2 separate regions of the Mus musculus genome follow, and region 1 is linked to region 2. A link is a contact called in public HiChIP or PLAC-seq data. All regions are on one chromosome and are shown on one strand. Each heading gives the region's core, a stretch centred on a gene start, on an enhancer-like site or on the middle of the called end of the contact. The rest is flanking DNA. Distances are from core to core; before and after follow the strand shown. Region 1 holds the start of Pdik1l (PDLIM1 interacting kinase 1 like). Region 2 has its middle 9.2 kb from the start of Rps6ka1.

Region 1 (7,119 bases), core at 3,354-5,853, 390 kb after region 2:
TTCGCTGGGTGTATGGTAGTGTACCGTTTTAATCCCAGTAGAGGCAGAAGCAGGTGGATCTCTGTAAGTGTAAGGCCAGTCTAGCCTACATACTAAGTCACAGGTTAGCCAAGTCTAAGGTGACACTCTGTCTCAAAAATAAATGAATAGATAAAGAAAAATCAGGCTCACTTAGTTTCAACACAGGTACCTATTTCCGAGTTCTTATATGCCAAACTAGCGTCAGCCTCCTCTCTGACTTGTACGAGGTCATAAAAGGCAGAAATGAACCACATATGAACAGAGAGCTACTAGAAAAGTTGGGTTATTTATTTCAAGACATTCTGACAGCAGAAAGTGTCATAAATCAAATACAGGTACCTAAGGCTTTAAAGGGTAAAATTGACTCACTAAAGAGGCAACTTGAGTACAAAAATCACTTTAGTCTGGTACTTCATATCGTAAACTAGAGAAAACCCAATTATTATGATGTCGCTCCTAGATGTGGACCTGGTACTGTGTCAAATGTGTTTGTATCTTTACTTCTCCACCTGAAGGGGTTGTGCATCTTAGTCTCTGCAGCTTAAAGGAAGGGATGGAGTTTATGTAGGACGCCCCAAACCCTAGGCTCCATCTCTAGCACTGGCGAAAAAGGAAAAAAAGACAGAAATATTTCCAATATTTTTATCATGGCAACCTAAGTACTTTTAGAAAAGTAAATACTATAAATTAGCTTCTAAATTTCTAAAATTATTTTGTTTTGTGTGTAGGGGGAACTACGAAACACTCATGGAGGTATGAGAACAACTTCTCAGGTGTTCAAGTCCTCTTTCTACCATGAGGGACCTGAGACCTGAACTTGGGTCATCAGCCCTGGCAACAACCCCTTTATCCTCTGAGCCTTTTACCAATCTAAACATCGTTGTTGTTGGGTTTTTTTTTTTTGTTACTATATTTTAATTGTTAAATTATATTTACTTTCTTTATGTATGTGTTTACAAATATGTGTGTGTGTACGTGTGTGAATGCTTACATGTGTGCATGCCACAGTGCAAGTGTGGAGGTCAGAGGACAGCAGACAGCGGACAGCTTCTGTCCTGGAGCTCAGGATTCAGCCTAGGAATGTCTAAAGTCAATATACAGGTGAGTCTGGCCTTGAACTCTCCAGCCCCCTGCCTCCACCTTCCAAGTACTATCGGCATGTAGCAATTCACTCATCTAAGGCTTATTATTTTTAGACCTGTGACTTAGGGAAGTCCAGTTACCATTGGTGTGACTATTACTGATTGTGCTATTTTTTTCCTCGTCTTCTGAGTTTATTTTCAAAATAACTGGTTTCCAGGAACTGACCTTAGATGCTGGTCTCAAACCTCCTCTAGTTCTCATCTTGTTCTATTGCTATGCAGACTGGTTAAGTACCAGGCATAGCAGGTGGCTTGCGTTACTTTGAGGTATGCGAAGCACAAGTTTAAGGCAGACACCCCCTTCCTCTACAGACCGTTACGTACACCTAGGGAACCACAGAACCCCTGCCTCTTAGGGAGCCAAAGCTCATCTGGCCCTTTGGTTTCTCTTGCTGACCACTCTTAGGTCCATTTCCTATGCAGTGACACATACCTGTAAATAAAGGGAAGAATTAGAGCCGTGGGACATCTTTTGCACCATCCCATCCTTCTGTAGGATGCACTCTTCCAAGTGAATCACATTTGGGTGTTGGCTCTTGATACTGCTTAGTGCCCAGAACTCTCGAAGAGCTAGTTCAACATTTTCAGGCGCGTGGCATCGAATTTTCTTCACGGCTACTCTCGCAGAGGTCTTTCTGATGACTGCTTCATACACAACACCGTAACTACCTCGGCCTACCTCCCGTATTAGATCGTACTTTGGCTGGCTACTCACCATCTTCAAGGTCGAGGTTTCTGGAAAAATCAACAAAGTGCTCTGCTGAAATCAGGTGGACCTATTGGCTTGTATTCTTACGCATGCTTTACCCATCTGTTTCACTTTCTGTGGTACTCAGAAAGTATTTAGCTAGGCTTTGGACCAATCTATCAATAATAATAAAGGTAATAGCACTTACCATGTATCATGAACTATTTCAAGAACTTTAATTTTTAAAGTTTTTGTTTTTGAGACAGGGTCTTGCTAAGTTTCCCTGGCTTGGAGCTTGATGTATGAATTATGCTGGCTTTAGAAGCCATGGTTACAGTACCATCATCCCTGACTCTTATGTATAAGTGCAGGCATGCCCATGCCATGGCACACCCATTAGGAGAGAACCTTGGCTCTCCTGTCACTGCTACAGCATATGCCAGGGTAGTGGCCTGTGAACTTTGGACACTCTGTCTCTGCCACCCATCTCCCCACAGGAAGGCACATCTACCTTCACATGGGTTCTAGGGATCCAAATTCAGTCCCCCAGACTTACTCAGCAAATGTTCTACCCATTGAACTCTCTCCAGGCTCCACCCACCCACTCCTTTTTTGAACAAGATCTCACTATGAAACCCTGGCAGGCCTCCAACTCAGAGATAAGCCTGTCTCTGCTTCCCCAGTGTGGGATTAAAGGTTCATGTCACCATGCCTTGCTTCCGGTCTTGTTTCTTTTAAAAGACAGGTTCTTGTGATTATGTGGCTCAAGACGGCTTTCACATCTTTTAAGATTTTATTGTATATTTTACATATCTGTGTGTAGCTTTGTGTAAGTCAGAGGGCAGTATGTGGGAGTCAGTTCTCTCCTTCTACCATGTGGTTCCAGAAACTGAGCTCATGTTATATGGCTTGGCAGAACATAACTTTACCCACTGAGCCACCTCAATAGCCTTGGCTACCTTGGTCTTTGGAATGGTGGTATTACAAGTGTGTTAAGTAGCCAAACCTGGCTACTTTTATATTAAGTTCATTTAATCCTTAACTGCTTGAAAATGCCATTGTTAAAAATATATATATACCCGAAATTTGAAATTTCATCAAGAGGTGGTGGCTCACACCTTTAATCTCAGCGTGTAGGAGGCAGAGGAAGGCGGATCTCTGAGTTCAAGGCCAGCCTGATCTACAGAGGGAGTTCTAGGATACCCAGGGCTACAGAGAGACCCTGTCTTGAGAAGAAAACACACAAACAAAAGCAGTGAAACATAAAAATCCCTCACACTTAGAAATGCAAACCCCTGACTTTGGTTTATGGACCAAAAGTGGTCAAGATCACTTACTTATGTTTTGTTTGCAACAGTGTCTCAGGTAGCTCAGGCTACCCCTGAATTTACTATATAGCAGGGAATGACCCTAATCTCCTGCTTCCACCTTCCAAAAACTAGGGTTATAGACCTGCACCAGCATGCTTAGTTATTTGTTTCTTACAAAATGGGCACAAATAAAGTTTTTGCAGAGCTGTTCCCTCAAAATGAAGTAAGTCAACTACCTTTTTATCGTTGTTTAGCATAGTTATTTAATTCTAGGTCTTTTCTGGCCAAAGGGGGAGCATCCTATACATCACAGGGAATCCTCTGACAAAGTCCTTTGGCGCTGTACCTTGAGAAATCATTTAAAGGCAAGCTGGAGCACAGGCCCCACAGAGAAATGTTCTTTTGAGTGGAGAGTCTGCAGTACGCTCCCTCACTCACTGTCACTGTCTTCGCCGGCCAGGAAGAGTAAGATTGTATTTACATTGCACAACCAGGTAAACAAAGTGACTGCCCCGGGAACCGGAGACTCCCGGAACGACTACTTTAAGTTCATTGGCCAGATTTAAAAGAAAATGACTGTTCCTGAGGTTTGCCCTGAGTTACTTCCTTGTATTGGTCGCCTACCCTTCAATTTCTTCCTGGATTCCCCAATGTCAGGTTTCCTGTCACCGGGCGGGCCATTCTGTCCTGCTCTGTGCTGATTCCCGGTTACTAGGCACTTCCAAGTGACTCTTTTCTCTGCAGCGGTCCCCTGTCCTCTCCCACTTGCCAGAGGTCCCCCCCCCCAAGGAAGAACGCCTTCCTTGCATAAGAAAGGACGGTGTCTATCAAATCCTTGGGGTCCTGGCTGGAGAGACGCCCTGCTGAAGCATCCTTCGAGAACCCGAGCGCCTTACGATGGCACGTCCCGGACCCTCCTGCCTGCCTGCCTGCCATTCTCCCTCCGGGGCTGGGCACCGGCGGCTTGGACATGCACCTGCTGGTGCCGGGGACGGGGACAAGTAAGGCCAGCGGTGCTCGCTCTGTCGCCGAGGCGCGCTCACTGGCCAAGCAGCAAGCTCACTCCGGGCGGCCGTCCCTGGAAACCCCGAGGGACCCTCCCGTGGCCCCTGAGCGGGCCTCGCAGTCGCTTCAACTCCTGGCGGCTGCAGCCTAGGGGACCGGACTCCGGGAGTGGCCCGGGCGGGAACGGAGGCCGCAGTCCCCGGCCGGTGGCCGGCGCAGCACCGGGCCTTCCCGGGGATGACTCCACTGAGAGGTCCGTGACAGGCCTGCTGGGGACAGAGACACATGCAGGGAGACCGGTTCTGACTGCGGGGCATCCGTGGCACGGCGAAGGGCCAGGTTTACCTCAGGGCAGCCGCCGCCGCTTCTCCCTCTCATGAGCTCTGCAGGCCGCCATTATCGCGCAGCTCGCGCCCTCGGCCGCGGCGGCCTCCAGTCAGAAGCCGGCGCGCGCCCCCGTGGTGCGCGGACACACCCCCTCACGCCGGGCCCCGCCCCCTCCGGCTTGCCGTAGCGCGCGTGCGCAAGCCGAGCGCCGCCTGCTGCCGGGCGAGCGCCCGCCTCTCCTCCGCGGGCTCTGGCCATTGCGCTCCGTCGCTGCCCTGGCGCGGCGCACAGCCGAGCGTTTCCAGCGGTGTGCGCGCTGCAGAGCGGACCAATGCTGCCCTGCAGGGGTGGCGGCAGGGGACGGTCGCCCTCAGCCGCAGCGGGGGGCGCGTCCCGGGACCCCAGAGAAGCTGCGGCCGCTGGCCCGAGCCGGCGGTGCTCGTGCCCCGTGGCGGGCTACGCTGCCCGCCCTCTTCAGACCTACCGAGCGGCGGGCTGGAGCGCGCGGTTCGCTGGGGCCGGATGCCCGGTGCATCTTCCTCGCTGGTGGCGGGACTGGGCGGCGGGTCCGTGGGGAGGCGCGGCCAGTGCTGGGAGGCTGGCTGCACCTACGTTCCGAGGCACCGAGCTGTGTTTGCGGGTGGCACAATGGCCCAGGCAGCGACGCGGGCCTGGGTGCGATCATCTGGGAGGATGCTGTCCCCTGCCCCACCGGCGCGGTGGTATCTCCCTTAAAGAAGCCGGAACCTCATTGTTCCCGGCCTTGAGGATCGGGGCGTCCTGCTGGGTGAGAGAGAGGGTGTGGCCTACCTGGCTGCGGCGCGCAGCCTAGCTGGCCTGAACCGGAGTTGGGACCCATTTTAGGCGGGTGTACGGACACAAAACAGGTCTCCTAGGACTGCAGTCCCCCGGAGTTCTTCAAATACGTGCACAAAACCTTTCAAATGCCCCCAGCAGTTGTCAGTCATAACCCTGAGTTGCCCTGAGATCGGGGTGACAGTCACTTGGAAACCAGGACCAACTGGCCGGCCCGTCGTTAGTTACACAGATTGAGTAAGCATCTGCCAGAAACGCCCATTCTTTTCTTTATTATTCTGTACCTACTGCTTGTTAGTAAGGTTGATCCTGCCTTCATTGCCCCCTAAGCATCTCAGTGCCTCCAGGATCATCCTTTGTCATCTGCTTATGAAACTAATATTTGGGGTCTGGGCAACTTTCTATATAATCTGAACCATATTCCAAAAGTAAAGACCTTACTACTGACCCTGCTGCTTTCATAGGCGAGGAAACCAACACCTGCCACATTGACCAAAAGTTGTCTTCCTAGAACACCCACTCGCACCCTAGTGTAACGTCCTCCAGCCCCTCCTAATAAAAGCCCAGCAATCTATTCAGAGTTTGTCCTGAGGGCCATCCTCCTATTGGTGCTCACGTTTTCTGGGAATACTGAGTCAGTCAAGACTTGCTTCCTGCCCTGGAAAGTAGGGGGAAATAGGAAAGCTCAGTAGACGCCGGCTACCAGTGTTAAACAGGATGGACTAGGAAGAGATCTCTTCATGAGAGTAGTCTTTTTGTTTATTGTGGTCATAAAATGTCACGGGATCGTCAAGGGACGTACCTGTTCTAGCTGCTTTCCTGTTGCTGTGATTAAAAAGAAAAATTGCTGACCAAAAATACCTTAGGGGAGGAAAAGGTTTGTTTGACTTAAACCTTCAGGGTTAGGGTCACTGGGAATTCATCCATCACTGAGGGAAGTCAGGGAGGGAACTAGGGAAGGAACTGTGGGGGGTGGGGGAGGCTCCTTACTGGCTTGCTCCAGGGTCATGGCTCAACTACATTTCTAAACAGTTTAGGCTGGCCTGCCTAGAAATAGCACTGCCCACATTGGGCAATCAACAAACCCCCTCACAGATGTGCTTACAGGCCAGTCTGATAGAGGCTATCCCCCACTGGACACTTCCTCAAATAGCTAAGCTGGCAAGTTGACAGCTGAAGCTAACAAGACTAGTGTTTTACGGTGTGCCATCATCTTCTATGTGACTAACAAAGTTAGTTGCTTATATTTTAAACTTTTAAAAAGCCTATCCGTCCAATAAAAGAATTACTTTACATTCTACAGTTCTTTTGCCTTTGAGGCAGGGTCTCACTTTATAGCCCTGGCTGGCCTGAAACTGTCTCTGTAGACCAAGCTGGCCTTGAACTCAGAGATGCCTCTGCCTCCTGAGTGTTGCTGGGATTAAATGTATATACTACCACACCTGAGCAACCTTAAATATAAAATTATGGATTTATGTTTGTATGATGTATGTCAGAGGACAACTTAGTGGAGTTCATTTTCACCTTCTACCTTTGGGGGATGTGGTTGCTTGAATATCTTTGGCCCCTAGGGAGTCGTACTGTTCCAAGGCTTGGCCTTGTTGGAGGGAGTGTGTCACGGTGGGGGTGTGCTGTGGAGGTCTCTTAGGCTCAGCCTGCACCCATTGCAGAGAGCCTCCTCCTAGCTGCCTGAGCATGTCAATCTCTCCTGGTTGCCTCCGAATCAGGATGCAGAACTCTCAGCTTCTTCTCCATCACCATATCTGCCTGGATGCTGGCATGCTTCCTGCTATGATGACAGTGGGCTAAA
Region 2 (6,936 bases), core at 2,791-5,290:
AGGGCAGTTGCATGTTTTAATATCCACAGTGACACATGCGACTAAGTCGCCATCAGGATTAGTAGTGTCTGTGGGAGGAATCCCGGGATGGCAGTCTCTTTTGTCTGTGTGATATGGGATGCCCTGCCACCTGCTTGATGAGTCAAGACTCTAGGTAAGCAGTGGCTTCCATTGTATGTAATCAGAAATGCATCTGACATGCCAGGAGGTGGTCGAACGTGCCTTTAATCCCAGCACACAGGTGGCAGAGAAGGTGGATTTCTGAGGAGCCTGGTGCGGCTGGGGAGAACAGGGCCCTAAGTAGGTCTGAGCAAGTTAAGTGGGCCCTCTGAGTTTATCGGGAGGATCCATGGAAGAGCTCCAGGATATGGAAGTGTGGCAGCTCAGAGAGAAGATTACAGTAGGGAGCTAATTAACTTAGCGCCTCCTAACCGTGCTTTGTACCCAACCTTGATCTGTGGAGGAAGCTGCTGATAGAACTGGATGGAACAGGTCCATGGATGCTGATGTCCGATTTAATCTTAGCTGTGAACCTCTGGGGTCCCATGACACTGAGGAGAGATGGTGACAGACTCAGAGAGTCTGGACAACGCTCTCTCTCTGTAGCCCTGCTACATGTTAAAGAGCACTGGTTTGGGATGTGGCCCTTCTGCAGGAAGTCAGTTTGTTACATAGATGATATAATGCTAACCTCTGAATGTCTTGCAAATTTGGAAAGCCATTGGAGATACCACCAGGTACAATGGGGCTTCAATCTGCCTTACAGCCCTACTGGGGCTGGGTTAATTAATTGAAAGGGGGTGGGGAATCTAAAAGGATACTAAGAAGCCATAAAGTTATTGAATCAAAACCCCAGTGCAGCCGGGTGTGGTGGCGCACGCTTTTAATCCCAGCACTCAGGAGGCAAAGGCAGGTGGATTTCTGAGTTCGAGGCCAGCCTGGTCTACAAAGTGAGTTCCAGGACAGCCAGGGTTATACAGAGAAACCCTGTCTCGAAAAACCAAGAACAAAACAGAACAAAAAAAACCAAAAACCCCAGTGCAGTGGTAGGCTACCTTCATGTGAGTGGTGCATGCTTTTAATCCTAGCACTCAGGAGGTAGAGGCTTGTGATGGATCTCTGTGAGTTCAAGGCCAGCCTGGTCTAAAGAGTAAGTTCTAGGGCAGCCAGGGCTACACAGAAAAACCAAAGCCAAACCACTAGAAAGAAACAAAACAACAACAACAACACATTTCATCCTTCAGGGGAGCTCTTAAACAGGAAGGTAAATAACTAAAGAATAGCTGCAAGAACTTCCAGAAACTGACCGGATTCACTTGGCTCTCTTCGGCAGAGTAAACAATAAAAGCTGAGAGTCTCCCCTCCCCCAAATACATACATACATACATACATACATACATACATACATACATACATACATATGTGTGTGTGCATATATGTATGTATGGCTGGATGGATGGATGGAGAGAGAGAGAGAGAGAGAGAGAGTTAGTTTATTCAGGGTATGAGGAGGGGAGTTGAGAGGGTAGTACAGACAGAGAAAGGCAGAGAGTAGAGGAGTAGAGGCGGCCATGAGCACGTGGAGAGAGAGAGGGAAGGGGCAAGAGGACAGAGCAAGAACAAGAAGGCAAGAGAGAGGAGGGGATGGGCAGCCCCTTTTATAGTGAGTCAGGCACACCTGGCTGATGCCAGGTAACTATGGGGTGGAGCCTAGACTAAATGTCAAACATATTGTGTGTGTGTGTGTGCAAGCGCGTGCATGTGCACGCGCATGCGTGCACACTCATGCATGTATATATTTGGGGAGAAAAGCTACAAAGAAAAAGCTGGCTGCTTGGAAGAAGCAGACCCCCCCCCCCCAGAGCGGCCTGGGAGAGACTTAGACCAATTAAGTCCCCGGGAAGGACAATGTCCAACCTCAACAGCTGCCTGCAGGCTGTGCGGTGAGCTCCCGGTTTCCCAGAGTTTGTGGACTGTCCCCCATGCTGGGGTGGACCTTGGTGACGTGATTGTCTTTAAGTCATTTCTGTAAGTAACTCCTCACCCATCTTCCTATAAGTAACCCTAATAAAACTCACTGGTTCACCATGTTGGACTTTGGTAGCATCTGCACTTTGGTCTGCCATGGGTTCTCTATCTGGGTTGAGTAGCTGAGTGTATTTTGCTTCCCCAGGAAAATGTCGCCACACAACATTGCCTATATGGTGGTATGTATCCCTTAAATGTGTTTCTGTCTGGTGCCTGTGGAGATGCCCACACCAAGCTCTCAAAGCCCACACGGGGAAGAGGGCATCAGATTCCCTGGAACTCTGTGACAGATGGTTGTGGGCTGCCACCTGCAGAGGAACGAGGTGCTCTGAAGTGCTGAGCCATCTCTCCCACCCCTCATTGTTCATTGTCTGTGGTTTTCCAGGCAGGGTTTCTCTGTGTAACCCTGGCTGTCCTAGAACTCCCTCTGGAAACCAAGCTGCCCTCAAACTCAGAGATGTGCCTGCCTCTGCCTTCCGAGTGCCAGGATTAAAGGCGTGCGCCACCACTGCCCAGCCTCCTTGAACTTTTGATGAATTCATTTCACATCCCATGTCTCCATTCTGTGGAGGTGTTGGAGAGCCATGTGTCACTGTGGCAAGAGGGGAGCCCAGAGGACAGATGGGCTCTCTAGGGGCACTTGGTCAGTCTGGTCAGTTTCCCATCTGTTCCTGGAGTAGAAATAGCAGTCATTTAAGAGAGAGTTATAGTGAACTACAGCCCCCAACCTCAGCACCCATGTAGCTATCACCCTCACACAGCTTAAGCTTGGTTCCACTTCTCCCTTAAATGCCTTTAATTTCAGAACTTGGAAGGCAGAGGCAAATTCTTGGGAGTTCGAGGCTAGCCTTGTCTACTGTTTTAGTTACTTTTCTGTTGTGATAAAACAGTACAATCGAGGCCACTTAAACAAGAATGAGTTTATTTGGGGGTTATAGTTCCAAAGGAATGAGAGTCCATGACTGTTGGCTTTCAAGGGATTCTGCTGGGTTCCTCTCAGGGACCTAGTAATGGCTTATGTTATTGCCTGCCACTGACAACAGGAGAGAGCCAGGTGAGGGCCAGGTGGGAGCCAGGTGGGAGCCAGGTGAGGGCCAAGTGAGGGCCAGGTGAGGCAGTAAATAAAAAGGACTGCTTGCTTCCCCTTCCCCCAGCCCCTACTGATTTGCTTTCTTTTTCCTTGTTCCCACCTATTCCAGGCTGGCCTCTTTTTCTCATTTTTTCTTCATGGCTGTATTTCTGGTTGCCTGCCTCTACCTCTTCTCCAGGTCCTCACTCCCCTTCCTTCCCCCCCCACCAAACCTCCTTTATACCAGGTCTGTTGCATGGTGTGATTTCTCAGGGGACACCTTGGTATGGGCCTGCCAGGTACCCTCCACCCCTGCCTGCTATCTCATTCTAGTTCATGACAATTACCACCAAGGAAGGAAGAGTGACAGCAGGCAGGAGGCAAAGGCACCTGGAGTTGCTGAGAGCTTAAGTCTCATGGCAAGAAGCAAAGAGCAAAGTTAAATGGCTGGCAGAAGTTTTTAAGCTCTCAAAACCCACACTAAGAGACACACTTCCCTCAGATAGGCCACACCTCCTGAGCCTTCCCAAACAGGACCACCAACTGGGAGCCAAGCATTAAAATACCAAGGACTCTGAGGGACACTTCTCTTTCAGACCATCATGTCTGCATAACAATTTCTAGGACACCCAGTCTCAGAAGAAAACCGGGCAAAGTGTAACATCTCACATGGCCCAGCTATGAAATGGCAGTGGTACTCTTGTAACCCAAACCCCATGTCTAACCCATGTTCTAAGATGTTCCATGATGGCCAGTGCTGTATATGAATGCGAGTAATAATATAGGGTTAGAACAGGCTGTTCTGGGAAGCTACGTGCGGTGTTTGTTAAAGGAATGACTCATGAGTGAGAGGCCACGCTGGGCACAGTGAGGTCATCACTCTGTACCTTGTCAAAGCACTAACTCTAGCAGTGAGTGTGGGCTGCGGCCTAGGTGTGGGTCTCTCTGTGGTAGCCTGAGCTGCGTGGGCTGTGGCATTGAAGAGGTCCTTGTGTGGACGGGCCTTGCCCCAGGGGGCTCCTCTGTGATGTTGTCTCCTGGCCTCTGAGTAGAGGCTGGTTGGCACTGGTGTCTGAGGGCAGCAGGTAAAACAGCAGGAGGCGGTTACTGTAGGGACCGCACCTTTACCGAGGAATCTCAGTTGGTCCGAACCAGGCTGAGCATTTACATCATAATCAGCACAAGCAGCGGGTGGGGGCTTATGGCCTACCTTTCTGCCTGACTCCTTCCCTCTCCTTCTCCCTCTGTCCCTCCTCCTCCTCCTTCCTTCCTTCCTCCCTCTCTTCCCTCCCTTCTTTTCTTCCTTCCCTCTACCCCTCCCTCTCTATACTGAAAACAGAACCTAGGCCCTGAGCTTGCTAGGCAAATGCCCCCACCATTGAGCTACATCCTAAGCCTCCTGGGCACCTGAGGTTGGACAACTATGTCTCCTGTCTGGAACTGAAGTTTGCAAGCAAGATCTCATCAGCTATTTCTACCAAGGCCTCGAGACGTAAATCATAAGAAAATTGAGGCTCAGAGAGGGATAGGGTTGCCCACAGCCAGACAGCGGGTATTGTAGCTGGACTGGAAACCTGAAAAACAACATCTGTAATCTCAAAGCACCCCAGTGTTGGGGAGAGAGGGAGGAGGGAGCAGCTGGGGGGAGAGAAGTGCCTCTCCTGTAGGGCCAGGGTCACACCCCACTTGCACCTCCTCCAGGACGTGTCAAACAAAACCCAGGCTTTTGCCTGCAGAGCCCCGCAGGAAGGATGAATACTCCCTCTGCATCTTCCCGGTGCCACTTGTCTTGGCTCTCTGCCCTCCTGCTGCCATCATCCTTGCCGCTCACTGCACATGCCTGGTGAGCTCTCTCCCGTGCTACCCTTGCTGTGCCCTCTGTCTGGAACATTCTTTCCCCAGCTCTGGGGGGTTCATGCCTTCACTTCATCAGCATCTCGAATCTCCGCTGTAATGACGTGGCACAGTAACTGTAGCCCAAATGCTGTGGCTGCAGGCTCGCTAGCAATCCAACTGCATGCTCATCTGTCTGCCCTCCCCATGAGAAGTAAGCTCCAGGAGGGGACAGGTGACATTCCTGGATCGGCACCTTAGGCTGAGACAGGGCTCTGAGTTCCAGCCCACATTGAGACGCTTATCTTAAAAGTAAATAAAACCACCAGCCTGGTCGGCCAGGCCAGCCAGGGTTGTTACAGAGAGACCAGCTAAATAAATAAATGCTAAATAAAACCAATAAAATCAAACACAAAAGCTGCAGCCTCCTGTTTCCTGCTGTATGCATGGGTACGCAGATAATGCCACAGGCCACAGATCTTGCTTGGGGTCCAGCGCTGCACACCTGAGCTCTTAGCTCATCTCTCTTAGCCAAGTGACCCTGAGTATTCAAGATAACCTCTCTCAGCCTCAGTCTTTGCATTTGTTACCTAGGTAAGCACTGGCTCTCTAGAGCAGGCAAGCCTCATCACAGACATCCACCTGCCTCTGCTTCCTGAGCGCTGAGAGTACAGGTGTAGGCCACTGAGTCTGATGGTTTTTTTACATTTTGAAATAATTTTAAGTGAAGAAAAAAAAAGTGACGATGCATGACATTTGTACAAAATTCAGATTTGAACACGCGTAAATAAAGTTTTATTGGAACACAGCCATGCTCCGTTTGTGGCTCCTCTGTGCTTCCTTCTCACTACGTTAAGTAGTTGCAACAGAGACCATATGGCCTGCGAAGTCTGAAATATTTACGATCAGTCTCTTGGGAAACAGTGTGTGGCGGGCTCTAGGAACTTACATTCTTAGAGGAGACAGAGAGTCAAACAAGCAGGTCAGGCCTGTCCAAGTGGAATATTTCCTTTCAGGCTGCTTCTCTGGAGCCCCAACCCTGAGGAAGGGAAATGTTCCACCCACCAGGTGCCACCCAATAGCAGCTCAGCATCCCATCATTGTGACCAGCCAATAGGATCTGAGCTAATAGGATCCACCCAGATCCCCTTCCCTTATCCCAGAATGTGGACTCAGGAGCCGCTTTGTGGGGACGACAGAACTCATCACCCTTTTGTGGGTTTGTTGTTGATGTTTTTGAGACAGTATCTTACTCTCTAACCCAGGCTAGTCTAGAACTTACTATGTAGACCAGAGTGGCTTCAAACCAGCCAGAGTCCTGTTGCCTCGATGTCTCAAGTGATGGAATTATAGGGACAAGCCATCACATCTAGTCTGTAGAGAGTGATAGGGTTGCCAATGAAAGAACTCAGTGGGGAAACCCCCACTCAACTCCCGATTCGGCGTGCACCCAAGAATCACGAATAGAACACAACACCTTGATGTAACAACAAGAGGTATTTTAATGGCGGAGCTCCGGATCGAAACGTATCTCACACAGGAGACAGTGGATTCGACCACGAGGCTTGGAAGCTAGGGGTTTTTATAGAAAAGGAGTGGGGCTGGGGGAGGAATTGGCGCAGTTTCACATGATTGGTCCATTTAAACATCAGCAGCCTGTAACATTTAACTTAGGTCAGAGGGGTGGGAGATACGGAGGCGATGGGCCTGCCCGGGCATGTCCTGGTCTGTTCTGCTATGTTCTCAGCCCCAGGTTTCAAAGCTCACAAACAACTCTTTGGGCTATTTGACATACATTACATGAATTACAGTTTTATTTCCTTTCACCTCTATCCCTTTGTGGCACTGTGGCGGCCCGCCATGTGTGCAGCGGATCTCTGGGCACTGTCTTCATTCCCCTGCCTGGAAGGGGCAGGTGTGGCTTATGGATTTGTTTCTGAAGAAACTAAGACCTACATCAGCCGCTGACTTGCTACCAGCCCTTGTGGTGTCAGAACTGGAAAGTT

Evidence for each region. HiChIP or PLAC-seq counts read pairs in DNA pulled down with a chosen protein or histone mark.
Region 1: a contact with region 2 is called in a FOXA1 HiChIP or PLAC-seq map of pancreatic cancer cells. The contact joins the promoter of Pdik1l here to the enhancer-like site in region 2. A contact is called at or near these places in 1 of 39 promoter capture datasets (pre-B cells), 5 of 115 datasets of contacts at active chromatin or transcription factors (embryonic stem cells, large pre-B cells, pancreatic cancer cells and 1 more) and 1 of 9 other capture datasets (adipose tissue).

What each region holds. Positions count from the first base shown.
Region 1 is chr4:134,282,650-134,289,768 of GRCm38.p6, forward strand. Pdik1l (PDLIM1 interacting kinase 1 like) reads right to left here and starts at 4,604. Exons shown (of 3, transcript NM_001163794.1): 1 at 4,512-4,604; 2 at 1,597-1,898. The coding sequence starts at 1,881.
Region 2 is chr4:133,893,546-133,900,481 of GRCm38.p6, forward strand. No RefSeq gene overlaps it. Among named protein-coding and RNA genes, the nearest start is that of Rps6ka1, 9.2 kb to the left of the region's middle. Within about 2 kb of position 4,041, at least 55 of the 459 cell types and tissues checked have an H3K27ac peak or open chromatin away from gene starts, as enhancers often do. A contact at or near this core is called in embryonic stem cells and pancreatic cancer cells, where this site is marked.